Linked DNA regions of Mus musculus: all the other regions are linked to region 3. A link is a contact called in public promoter capture Hi-C data. All regions are on one chromosome and are shown on one strand. Each heading gives the region's core, a stretch centred on a gene start, on an enhancer-like site or on the middle of the called end of the contact. The rest is flanking DNA. Distances are from core to core; before and after follow the strand shown. Region 1 holds the start of Nup160 (nucleoporin 160). Region 2 holds the start of 1110051M20Rik (RIKEN cDNA 1110051M20 gene). Region 3 holds the start of Slc39a13 (solute carrier family 39 (metal ion transporter), member 13).

Region 1 (3,340 bases), core at 75-2,574, 390 kb after region 3:
GTTCCATAATTCTGCCCCAGCAATTGCATTTCCCTTGACCATTTATTGCCTTAATGACTATTTCGTGATTGTCACTGCCCACACCTCTCTTCAGATGCACCAGAAGAGGGCGCTAGATTTCATTACGGATGGTTGTGAGCCACCATGTGGTTGCTGGGATTTGAACTCAGGACCTTGGGAAGAGCAGTCGGTGCTCTTAACCGCTGAGCCATGTCTCCAGCCCTCACCCCCACTCATTCTTAGCTTACTCTGAAGTCGGCCGAGTGGGCATAGTGGCACACTGACAGCAGCTTTTGGAAGCAAGTAGATCAGGAGTTCAAGATTATCCTCCAATTTATGTCAAGATCAAGGCCAGCCTGAGGCTGCCTAAAACCCTGGCTCAAATCAAACAAAAAGCAGCTTTTAATCCCAGCACTCAGGAGGCAGAGGTAGGTGGGTTTCTGTGAGTTAAAGGCCAGCCTGCATTACAGAGTGAGTTCCAGGACAACCAGGGCAACAGAAACTGTCTTGACGTCCCCATTCCTCACAAAAGAAGACAACTTGCCCTGCAACCATATTTTCCTACCAGCAATTATAGCCTTATGCTTCTGTTTCTGTACATTGAACTGTGTCTGAACTTATAGAGAGACACCCTCCCTACCTTGACCTTCGGTCTATTCCTCATTTTAGCATCTTTAATTTTTCCATTTTTACTAAATTACTCCTCTAAATCTCACTAAGATAAAGTCTCCCCTAGAGCCCTGCTAACCCCTGTCCTTCTGTACTTGGCAAAAAGGGAGTTATGTCTGCACTCAGTGGATGCATCTCAGTGGATCAAGATGAAGCCTAAGGTCCTGGTCCCTTGCTTCCATCTAGGTCCATCCTGGTCAATTTCAGTTCAGTTTTCTCTGCCTAATCCTGCTTTCTTCACTCCCCTAGCAATGCTGTTCTGTGAGCACACTGTGTGCTCCTTCCTGTGTGTAAATCTCTGCTTCAGAGACTTTTTTTTTGAGAGGGAAGCTCACACACACACACACACACACACACACACACACACACAATTTAAAAAATATTTTTTTAAAAGATTACCTGTTGTGCGGCTTGGTGGCACACATCTTGAACCCCAGCACACAGGAGGCAAATGCAGGTAGATCTCTGAATTTAAGGCCAGCCTGGTCTAGGTGAATGAGATATGTTTTGGGGAACTTGTTGTTAGTGTCATTTCCCCCACATATTCAAAATCTCTATCAAGGCAGAAAGAATGCAAGATGAACGGGAAGGTGTGCTGTAACGACACTGCCTCCTGGACACAGCATGGTGGCTGCTCTCGTGAGATCATAACTGTGGTTACCTACACAAAAGACAGGGCCTGTCAACATTCCGTGGTGGGGGTTGGACTTTGAGGCCCCATCGCTCCCCGAGGAGCCGTAGGTAAAGTCAGTGGCTGCTGTGAGGGAGGAGTAATTTTCTCCAGTGGTGTATTTGCTGGTTAGTTGCCGGTGCTCCTATAAATAAGACTCCCTCCCATGCTCATTCAAGCAACTCTAATTAAACCCAGTGGGTCACAGATAGAAAAGACATGAAAGTGGAAGAGGAACTAGTTGGGAAGAAGGGCAAAGGAGGGTGATGGGGGGTCCATGATGAAGCTGGGAATAGTGGCCCACACCTGTCATCCTGGGTGCTTGGAGGGTGGAGGCATTCTAGGCTAGTCTCAGCAACATAGTAAGTGTGAGGCCTGCCTAGGTTACATCAAACCCTGTCTCACAGACGTAGGCAGAAGATTTTATTAGAGTGTGTGTTTGCTTTTTTATTAATGTTATTATTCATTTTACAAATGATGGACATCATATGACATTTTCATACATGTACTTTAGCCTACTTTGTTCACATTCACCTGTTAGCAAATCTTGTCCTCCCTTTCCCTCTTACTGTTCCCCTTCCTCTTCCCAAATAATAGTCCTCCCCTCCCCTTTTATGTCATGTATACATATATTTAAATCTAGATTTTGCATTTTTGTGCCTTCCTTTATTAATAATAATGATGATCCCCAACGTAACCATTTTCATTCAAACGATATGATTTTCTTCTTGTTTATGGCTGAATAGAACTTGAGATGTGATGTTTTCCAAGCTTCAAGCTGTCTTTGACCTTTGGTTCATGTTACAGTAAATTCAAGGTGAATTGCAGTAAGTTAACAGTAACACTTTACATTGCCCGAACTTAGTGACTTTTTTTGGGTGGTAATTCGATGGAAATTATTGAATTATTCAGTGGAATAATTTCTTTCAGTGGAAATTAGTGTTATTTTTCAGTGAGCACTTTCAATGTAATTACTTTATTTCGGGGGTTCCAGGAATGTGGTTTCCTGTCATTTGGCCAGTGACTTTCAAAAGTGATAATAGCAATGACTTGAGATCTAGCCACAGTGCAAAGGGCTTATTATTTTTTTCTATTTCTCTAGATTTTTAAATATTGGTTTTTATCTTCATGCTGTTCTATTAATCATAGTAAGTAGCTTTCCAGTTCCTGGAAGCATATTGGTTTGTCCCACACTTATTTTTTCAGTCTTGATTGCATGTTGGGCACTGGGTTATAATGATCCCCCAAAATAGGCTAAGCAGCCAGATACCTTGTCTTTCTTGTGTTTCGAGACAGGGTTTCTCTGTGTAGCCCTGGCTGTTCTGTAACTCCCTCAGTAGACCAGGCTGGCCTCGAACTCAGAAATCCACCTGCCTGCTGCCTCCCGAGTGCTGGATTAAAGGTGTTTCTCCACCACCCAACTAAAATATCTTTAAACACTACAAAAATTTCAAGTTTTCTGCTTTTGAGTTTCTCTCAGTTTAGTGGGGGTTGCAAAGGGGAAGTAGAGATAATGGTAAGGTATGGTAATTATTATACAAGATAGTTACAGTAAAGATATGGCTGAAATATCACAGGACAACCAGGCAAGCAGTGTCTGAGATGCCTGTGTCATGGTCTAAAGATGTTTCCTTTCTTCCTGAATAGTTTGCATTAATGTTAACTGTCTTTCCTTACAGCTCAGTGCTGAAAGACCTGAATACATTCTTTGTTTTCTTGTTTCTTTATTTGCCAAGGTCTCAGTATGCAGCCCGAGCTTCCCTGAAACTCACTCTGTAGAGCAGTCTGGCCTCGAACTCAGAGCTTTACCTGTCTGTGCTTCCCAAGGATCAGGATTAAAGGCGTGAGCCACCATGCCCTGCTATAGATTCCCATTGTAGGTTTTACATATGAATATGAAATGGCTCTGCAGGTAAAATGCCTACTATGTAGGCCTGATGACCCATGTTCATACCTCAGAATCCGTGTAAAGGTTAAAAAAAGAGAATTGACTCTTACAAA
Region 2 (3,465 bases), core at 88-2,587, 370 kb before region 3:
ACACTGTCCCTTGTGTGGCTCTGTCCCTTTCTCCTTACCACATCCAAATTCAGAGTGACTCACAGGAGCCTAGAATTGAGACATATATACAAATTTAAGGGAAAGGGAGAATTACAAGGTCTGAGTAGCTCCTTTGGGGAGACTAAGAATAGGCCCCTCAGAACATAAGAGAAGAGCCTCCTCTTTACTTACTCCAGTGTAGGTGGTCTGTGGGATTCCCAGTCACTCCTTTGATGACATCAATTTCGTTTTCTTTCTTTGTCACAAAACCTCTCCTCTTTCGAAAACTTCTCCTTGTTGAAGGGGCAGGGACTTACTTCAAAACAAAACAAAACAAAACAAAACAAAACAAAAGTGAGGATCGAGTGGCTTTTTCTGCTAGGTTTGGACTGTGACACTGTACAGATCTCTTTCCTGTTCTTGCACAGAGAGAGGAGATAAGAAAATCTGGTTATTTGAAAAGAAAGGAATAGTCTTTCTTCTTCAGAAAGGATAGAGCTGAGGATATGTAATAAATGCTCTAGTTTCTGACCCATTTCCTTTGAGAAATGAAGTGACTTTGTAGGAAAAAGGAAAGGCACTTGGACAAGATGTCAAATAATAGGAAGTAGAAGCAGTCTCAAACGGCTAAAGGGAATTTGAGAGGAATGGTCATTAACTTACAGAGGACTTGATGAGTAGTTTTAAAAATTGCATTTTACCGGGTGTAGGGGCACACACCTTTAAAACATTAAAACCTCTGAGAGCTGCAGGCTCAGGCAGATCTCTTAAATTCAAGGCTATCCTGGTCTACACATCAAGTTCTAAGCCCGACTGGGCAATACAGTGAGACCCTGTCGAGATATATATTTGGGGCAGGGGATTTGTGGAGGTCAGAGGACAACTTGGAGGAGTTGGTAGGCTGTTTTCACCACATGGGGTCCCTTGGATTGCTCAGTGGCCCTTAGTAGTATCTCTATGCTAAAGACGTATCCCCGACCTCCAGAAGCTGCCAAGATACAAAGAACATTTTGTACCAACTTGAAAGAGTAAATCCTAAAAGTGATTAATAATAGATAATGAGATCTCAGTGTTAGGCGAGGCCATACATGATCATTATTGTTAGAATAAACAGAAACTATGAAATCCAGAAATTGCAGATATGAGCCACTGATAGTAATTCTTCAGCATCACAAAATACGACACATTCAGAGAATTTAATTCACAGATTCTAAAACCAAATCCCAAAAATAGGAGTTAAAGAAAATCAGACTCTAAGTGACTGCTTCCGGAACTTGTGTGATAGGCTCTACGTTGCCAGTCGGAGACTGTTTACGTGACACCCTCTCAGCCTTCTAGTTCTCCTCTGGCCGCCTGGGTGCCATGGCAACAGAGACAGGCTGTAACCTGGGTTCCGGAAGAAGAAAGCTGGAGCGTGGAAACTACCCGGTCAAAGGATGCTGAGTCCCGAGCGCCTAGCTCTACCGGACTACGAGTATCTGGGTAGGGGCTTTTTTCAGCGTCGGGAAAAGAAAGGAGTAATGTGTTAGGGGAAGGAGTGGGTAGGAGACAGGGGCGGAGCCTGAACGGTAGCGGGTCTGGATGGGACGGGAGGACAGAAAGAAGGGGTTCTAGGGCCTGAGCCTGAATGTAGGGCCAAACCTGGATGAAAAATAACATTTATGGAGTAAAGAATGGCTGAATTATATGGACTGGCTCTCAGGCAATGAGGACTGCATTCTAAGTAACACAATTAAGAATCTGAGGCCCCAAACAAGGCTATTATTGATAGGTTTGTATTGACGCAAACTTGGCATCTGAAATGACTTCAGTCATTTTGTAAATAATAATTTTGCCTTCATAGTGCACGGTTATTTCGAGCTTTTCATTTTCATTAGGCATTCTGCACGAGGTAAGCATTTTGCATGCAGCATTATCATAGAAGGGATTGCTGTGTTTGCTACTTTACAGATGGAGACACTAAGGCTAAAGAGACAATTGCATAAGACCTCATACAGTTAGTATTAGGATCAGATTTTCCCCTTGCAGAACTTGACCTTACCCTTGAGCTAAGGCTGTGTGGTACTAAGTACTGTACTTTGCTAAGCACCCTGCAGTGAGTGTGTAACACATTTACTGTATACGTTTGTGTATACACTTATTTTTTTAAAACATTTTTTATGATATTTATTTTTTATTTATATAAGTACACTGCAGCTGTCTTCAGACACACATTAGAAGAGTGCATTGGATCCCATTACAGTTGGTTGTGAGCCACCATGTGGTTGCTAGAAATTGAACTCAGGACCTGTGGCAGAGCAGTCAGTGCTCTTAACCGCTGAGCCATCTCTCCAGACCTTGTGTATACACTTATATGCACACATACACATTTAAAAGTTCATAGCTTAAACATTTAGAGTAGTTTTAAACTTAAAGAGGACTGAGCTGATAGTAGAGTTTTTTCCCTCTGTATCTTCTATTTAGCTTCTATTATTAATTTCTTGTGTTAGTGTGGTACATTTCTTGCAACTGAATATTAGCTCAGTGTGATTACCAACAGCCTATAGTTTATATTAGGGTCCACTCTTTGTATTGTACAGTTTTCTGGACTTGGACAAATTCATATTCTCATATATCCACATTAAGATGTAAAACAATCTTTTCATGGTTAAAACTCCTCTGTGCATCCCCCATTCATTCACCCCTCTCCTTGCTCCTTTCCTTTCCATGACTGATCTTATTGACTTCTAAAGTTTTGCCCCTTTGAGAATAATGGGAATCATTCAGTGTATAAGCTCTTCAGATGGCCTCTTTCGTGTTTCAGTAGGTGTTTAGGTTCCCCCTTGTCGTTTTGTGTCTTGATACTCATTTCTTTACATGGATGAATAACATTTTATTATATGAATGTACCATACACATTTTAAAATAAAATACAACTCTGTATACATATTTTGTTTATGTTTTGAGAATTGATCTCACTATGTAGCCTTGGTTGGCCTTGAACTCACAGAGATCCTCCTGCCTCTGTCTACCCAGTGTTGGACTCAAAGGAGTGAGTTTCCAGACCTGGCAGATGGTTAAAATTTCTTGATCATTTGAAAAGTTGATTCAAAATTGTTTTTTAAATAAAAAGATATTTATCTTGGGGGATGGAGAGATAGCTTAGCAGTTAAGAGCTCTTGCTACTTTTCCAGAGGAACTGAGTTTGGGCTGTAGCACCTACCTACCTACCTGTGACTCCAGCTTCAGAGGACCCAAGGGCCTCTTCTAACCTCTGCATGTGTGTGTGTACACACACACACACACACACACACACACACACACACTGAGGAGGGAGGGAGGTGGAGAGAGACAGAGCGAGTGTGGGAGACCTAATTGAATAATTAAATAATTTTTAAATACAACAAAATGGATGGCTCCTGAGGCATGGCACCCAAGGTTGACCTGGACTACACACACACACAGTCACACATACATACACTCACA
Region 3 (3,688 bases), core at 483-2,982:
GAGCCAGACAGGAGTATTTGGAAGGCGCTGGAAGTCTAGGAAGCATGCGTGTTATATTAGGCAGGTGTGATGGTACAGGCCTTTAATCCCAGCACTCGGGAAGCAGAAGCAGGCAGATCTCTGTGAGTTCAAAGCCAGTCTGGTCTCTAAATGGAGTTGCAGGACAGCCAGGGCTATACAGAGAAACTTTGACTCAGGGTTGGAGGGTGGAGGGAGGGGTATAAAAGGCTGGGGTTGTAGTTGATAGAGTACTTGCCTGGCACACACAATGCCCAGGCTGTCAGCACTGCATAAACTGGATGTAGGAGGGCACATCTATCCAGGCAGTCCACAGGTTCCAGGTCATTCTCTGCTATATAATAAGTTTAGGGGTAGTCTACATGAGACCTTATGTCAAAAATATATAAATAAATAAACCAAGAGTGGTGGCACACGTATTTAATTCTAGCACTGAGGAGGTAGAAGTAGGCAGATCTCTGTAGGTTCAAAGTCAGCCACATCTACATAGAAAGTTCCAGAACAGGCAGGGGGTTAGGGCTACATAGAACCAATCTCAAAGTAAAACGACAACAACAACAACAACCACACACACAAACACACACTGTGAGGTAGGGCATCAACTGTGATGTGTGAGTTCGGTCTGCTCTCGGAGCGCCCAGAAGGAACAAGGGACCATAGAGAGCCGCAATGGTAGGTGAGGACTAATGAGCCCCTCACTCTGTCACAGCCAGCCCAGGGGAGCACTCATTCGGCCTCTGCTGAATGTCTTCCATGTCAGTTACTGGCTGATTCCCAGAGAAGGATGCAAACATGTATCGGATCGCAAAGGAGTGGGGGGTGTTAGGCCACATCCACACCTTAGCTCCAGCTTAGACATGAGGTGGCCATCGCACGCCCTAGGGAGAGGTACATCCAAGTTGAATTCCGCCTCTGCCATATGTGTGACATATGTCTGACCCTAGGTCAACAGTCAGTACCCACCTGAAAGATAAAAACGATTTGGTAAAGTTAACACTGATTACTGAGTAAATGGTCAGTAAAGGGCTACCCTAGATCAGAGAACTGTAGCCATTGTTATTGCCACTAACTGCTCCTTCGGTCTAAGAGTTCAGGTACAGCTTTGTCAGGGTAAGAGAACACCAAGTCCTTTGTTGTATCCTGGCTTGAAATTCCAGGGCACAGGCTCTAGAAACGTGTACTGGACTTCAAAGGGTTACAGTCCTGGAGACGGTGGCCTGAGGTTCCAAGTGAAAAACCAAAGCATAAAAATAATTCGATGAGTAAGAATAAAATTCCCTCTTCTGAGGTACCCAGAGCCAGGCCCCTCCTTGCGGCAGGCACTTCCCCTTTCCCTAGCTCATGGAGGAGCCAGGCCTGCTGACTCAGAGAGCCATAGCCCTGCTCTCGTCCCGGGACGGAGCGGTTTGGCAGCCGTGCGCGCCCCCGTGTGGCCACTGCTGGAACTGCATCCTCAGAAGGACGCCACACTGAAGCCCCGCCGCCCTGTTGATCCCGGTTCCCGCGTGGGTGCCGCCCTCACCCTAGCTTAACTTGGCTAAACGCGATGCCCACGAGGGTACCCACTTCCGTCCTACTCTCCCCGCAGCCCCAGAATCCGCCCCGAGCGGAAGTGCGCTGACCGCGCGGGTCCCCCATGGTATGAGGCGGAAGCGCCTCCCCCGCCGTCGCTCCGTCTAGCCCCCCGGAGCCGCGCGCGTCGGGTTCCGGACTGTCCCGTGTGACGTGGCTGCACGCCGGGGGTGGCTCCGGGCTGGGGGCCTAGTGGTGGGGCCGGGCGAGGCAGAGCGGGGCGGGGCGCGACACTGCAGCTGGATGGCCGGGCCCGCCCGGAGCGCTGCATCTGCTGCCGCTGCCACCTCTGCCACTGCGCGGTGAGTGATCGCTGGACCCTCAGGCCGGCGTCCGGGGCGGGATGGACCGTGTCAGTTCCCAAACCTGTCGCGACTCGTCCTCAGTTTAGGAGTTGAACTTGCCTGCTCTTTGGCTCTTTACCTCTGACGTCCCACGCTCTGCCCCTCAGCCCTCCCTGCTGCCCCGCTTCTTGTCTTCTCCTTCCACCAGACATTCTAGCTCATTTTATTGACTTTCCTTTCTCTTGCTTTCTCCTTTCTCTCCATACCCCATACTTCTCTGCTGAACCTGTGGTCCCCCCTTGCCTCTGCATGACCCGCTAAGGTCTTGGCCTGGCGAGGGCCTGCCTTGGTCCCAGTGAAGCTTTGCTCGTTTGTTTGTGCTGGTGTTGGCAGTGGCGGCCGCGAGGGGTCGGGGAGGGCTGGGGCAGGGGTCACTAATTATGGCCTGAAGATTCCAGACATAGGCTTGTAGCCCACCAATCAGAGACCGATGATTTCTCTCTTAACATCCATTGGCAGATGAGGAAACTGAGGCAGTTTCAAGGTCACAGCCAGTAGAAGACGGGGCAGATCACATTTAAACTTTCCAGATTGAACTTCTGGCTTGGTTGACTCACATCCCCATCCGGCTGCCATCAGTCTGCAGAGCACATTCCTTCTGCGAGTGCTTCAGACCTCCCCTGGCATTCAGAGGACTTGCATTCCCTCCTCGATGCCAGCAGCTACCTGCATTGTCAAGTTCACCTCATATTCATCGCTGTTAGGGAGCTCTGTTACCTCATCCATTCCCTGATGAGGACACTGAGGCTCAGGCTCATAAGGGACTACAGTCAGTTAACAATCTAGAGCACCAAATTAATTAGCCATAAGTTAGTTACCACAGCCTCTGGCTCTGGCAACTGTGAGGCATCTCTTCTCTTCAGCCCCACCTCTTGTCTCTTGGTGCCCAAGAATAAGATCATTTAGGAGGAAGAGGTTTGGACTATGACTCAGTTTCCCCACCTGTGTTTCTTTGTACCACGCCATCAAGCTAAACAGTGCTGGCTTTAGACCCTGGGGTGTCTTTACCGGCACATTCTGGCAGCCAAGCCTCTCCTGGCAGCTAGAGGCACCCAACAGGGATGGTCCCTCCTCCGGTGGCTGAAGGAGCCCAGCCAGTGCCTCACCCAGTCATTAAGGAAAGTTTAGCCTCAGGCGGACACATTGACACATAGGCTGGAGCCAGCTCAGAAGGAAAATATGTGTGGTTCTTGGGAGACGTGTAGATGGGCAGAGGGTGCTCCGTGCACCCACCCTGGGGATTGTTTCCGCTGCAGAGTGAGCAGGAGGGGGATGCCATGGCCGGTTGAGAGGTGGGAAGAGACGCTGTGCTTCCTAAGTGGGGTGTGTGGTCCAGGGAGGCAGCTCACGTGAGCAGTCTTTGTGTTTTCTAGCGCCCGGCATGCCTGGATGTCCCTGCCCTGGCTGTGGTATGGCAGGCCAAAGGCTCCTCTTCCTCACTGTCCTTGCCCTGGAGCTCCTGGAAAGGGCTGGAGGTTCCCAGCCAGCCCTCCGGAGCCTGGGGGCTGCAGCTGCCTGTCGCCTGGATAATAAAGAAAGCGAGTCCTGGGGGGCTTTGCTGAGTGGGGAGCGACTGGACACCTGGATCTGCTCCCTCTTGGGCTCTCTCATGGTTGGGCTCAGTGGGGTTTTCCCCTTGCTGGTCATTCCCCTGGAGATGGGGACCCTGTTACAGTCAGAAGGTGAGTGGCCCTTCAGCAGCTGAGGATCAGAGGGGAGGGAACCTGCTGCCGGCTCTGGGGAAATGCCAGGTC

Evidence for each region. Promoter capture Hi-C pulls out the DNA fragments that hold promoters and counts their contacts.
Region 1: a contact with region 3 is called in a promoter capture Hi-C map of pre-B cells. The contact joins the promoter of Nup160 here to the promoter of Slc39a13 in region 3. A contact is called at or near these places in 5 of 39 promoter capture datasets (the HPC-7 cell line, cranial neural crest, frontonasal cranial neural crest and 2 more) and 1 of 484 Hi-C or Micro-C datasets (pre-B cells).
Region 2: a promoter capture Hi-C map of liver shows a contact between it and region 3, with 3 times the contacts expected there. The contact joins the promoter of 1110051M20Rik here to the promoter of Slc39a13 in region 3. A contact is called at or near these places in 10 of 39 promoter capture datasets (the 3T3-L1 cell line, 3T3-L1-derived adipocytes, cranial neural crest and 5 more), 2 of 484 Hi-C or Micro-C datasets (Th1 cells and embryonic stem cells), 9 of 115 datasets of contacts at active chromatin or transcription factors (T-cell acute lymphoblastic leukemia, embryonic stem cells, fetal liver and 3 more) and 1 of 9 other capture datasets (macrophages).

What each region holds. Positions count from the first base shown.
Region 1 is chr2:90,675,199-90,678,538 of GRCm38.p6, reverse strand. It overlaps Nup160 (nucleoporin 160), which reads right to left and starts at 1,324. Exons shown (of 37, transcript NM_021512.2): 1 at 1,069-1,324.
Region 2 is chr2:91,442,586-91,446,050 of GRCm38.p6, reverse strand. 1110051M20Rik (RIKEN cDNA 1110051M20 gene) reads left to right here and starts at 1,337. Exons shown (of 9, transcript NM_175123.5): 1 at 1,337-1,482. The coding sequence starts at 1,437.
Region 3 is chr2:91,068,359-91,072,046 of GRCm38.p6, reverse strand. It overlaps Slc39a13 (solute carrier family 39 (metal ion transporter), member 13), which reads left to right and starts at 1,732. Exons shown (of 10, transcript NM_026721.3): 1 at 1,732-1,892; 2 at 3,308-3,616. The coding sequence starts at 3,316. It overlaps Gm39874 (predicted gene, 39874), which reads right to left and starts at 1,696. Exons shown (of 2, transcript NR_166131.1): 1 at 1,541-1,696; 2 at 424-981.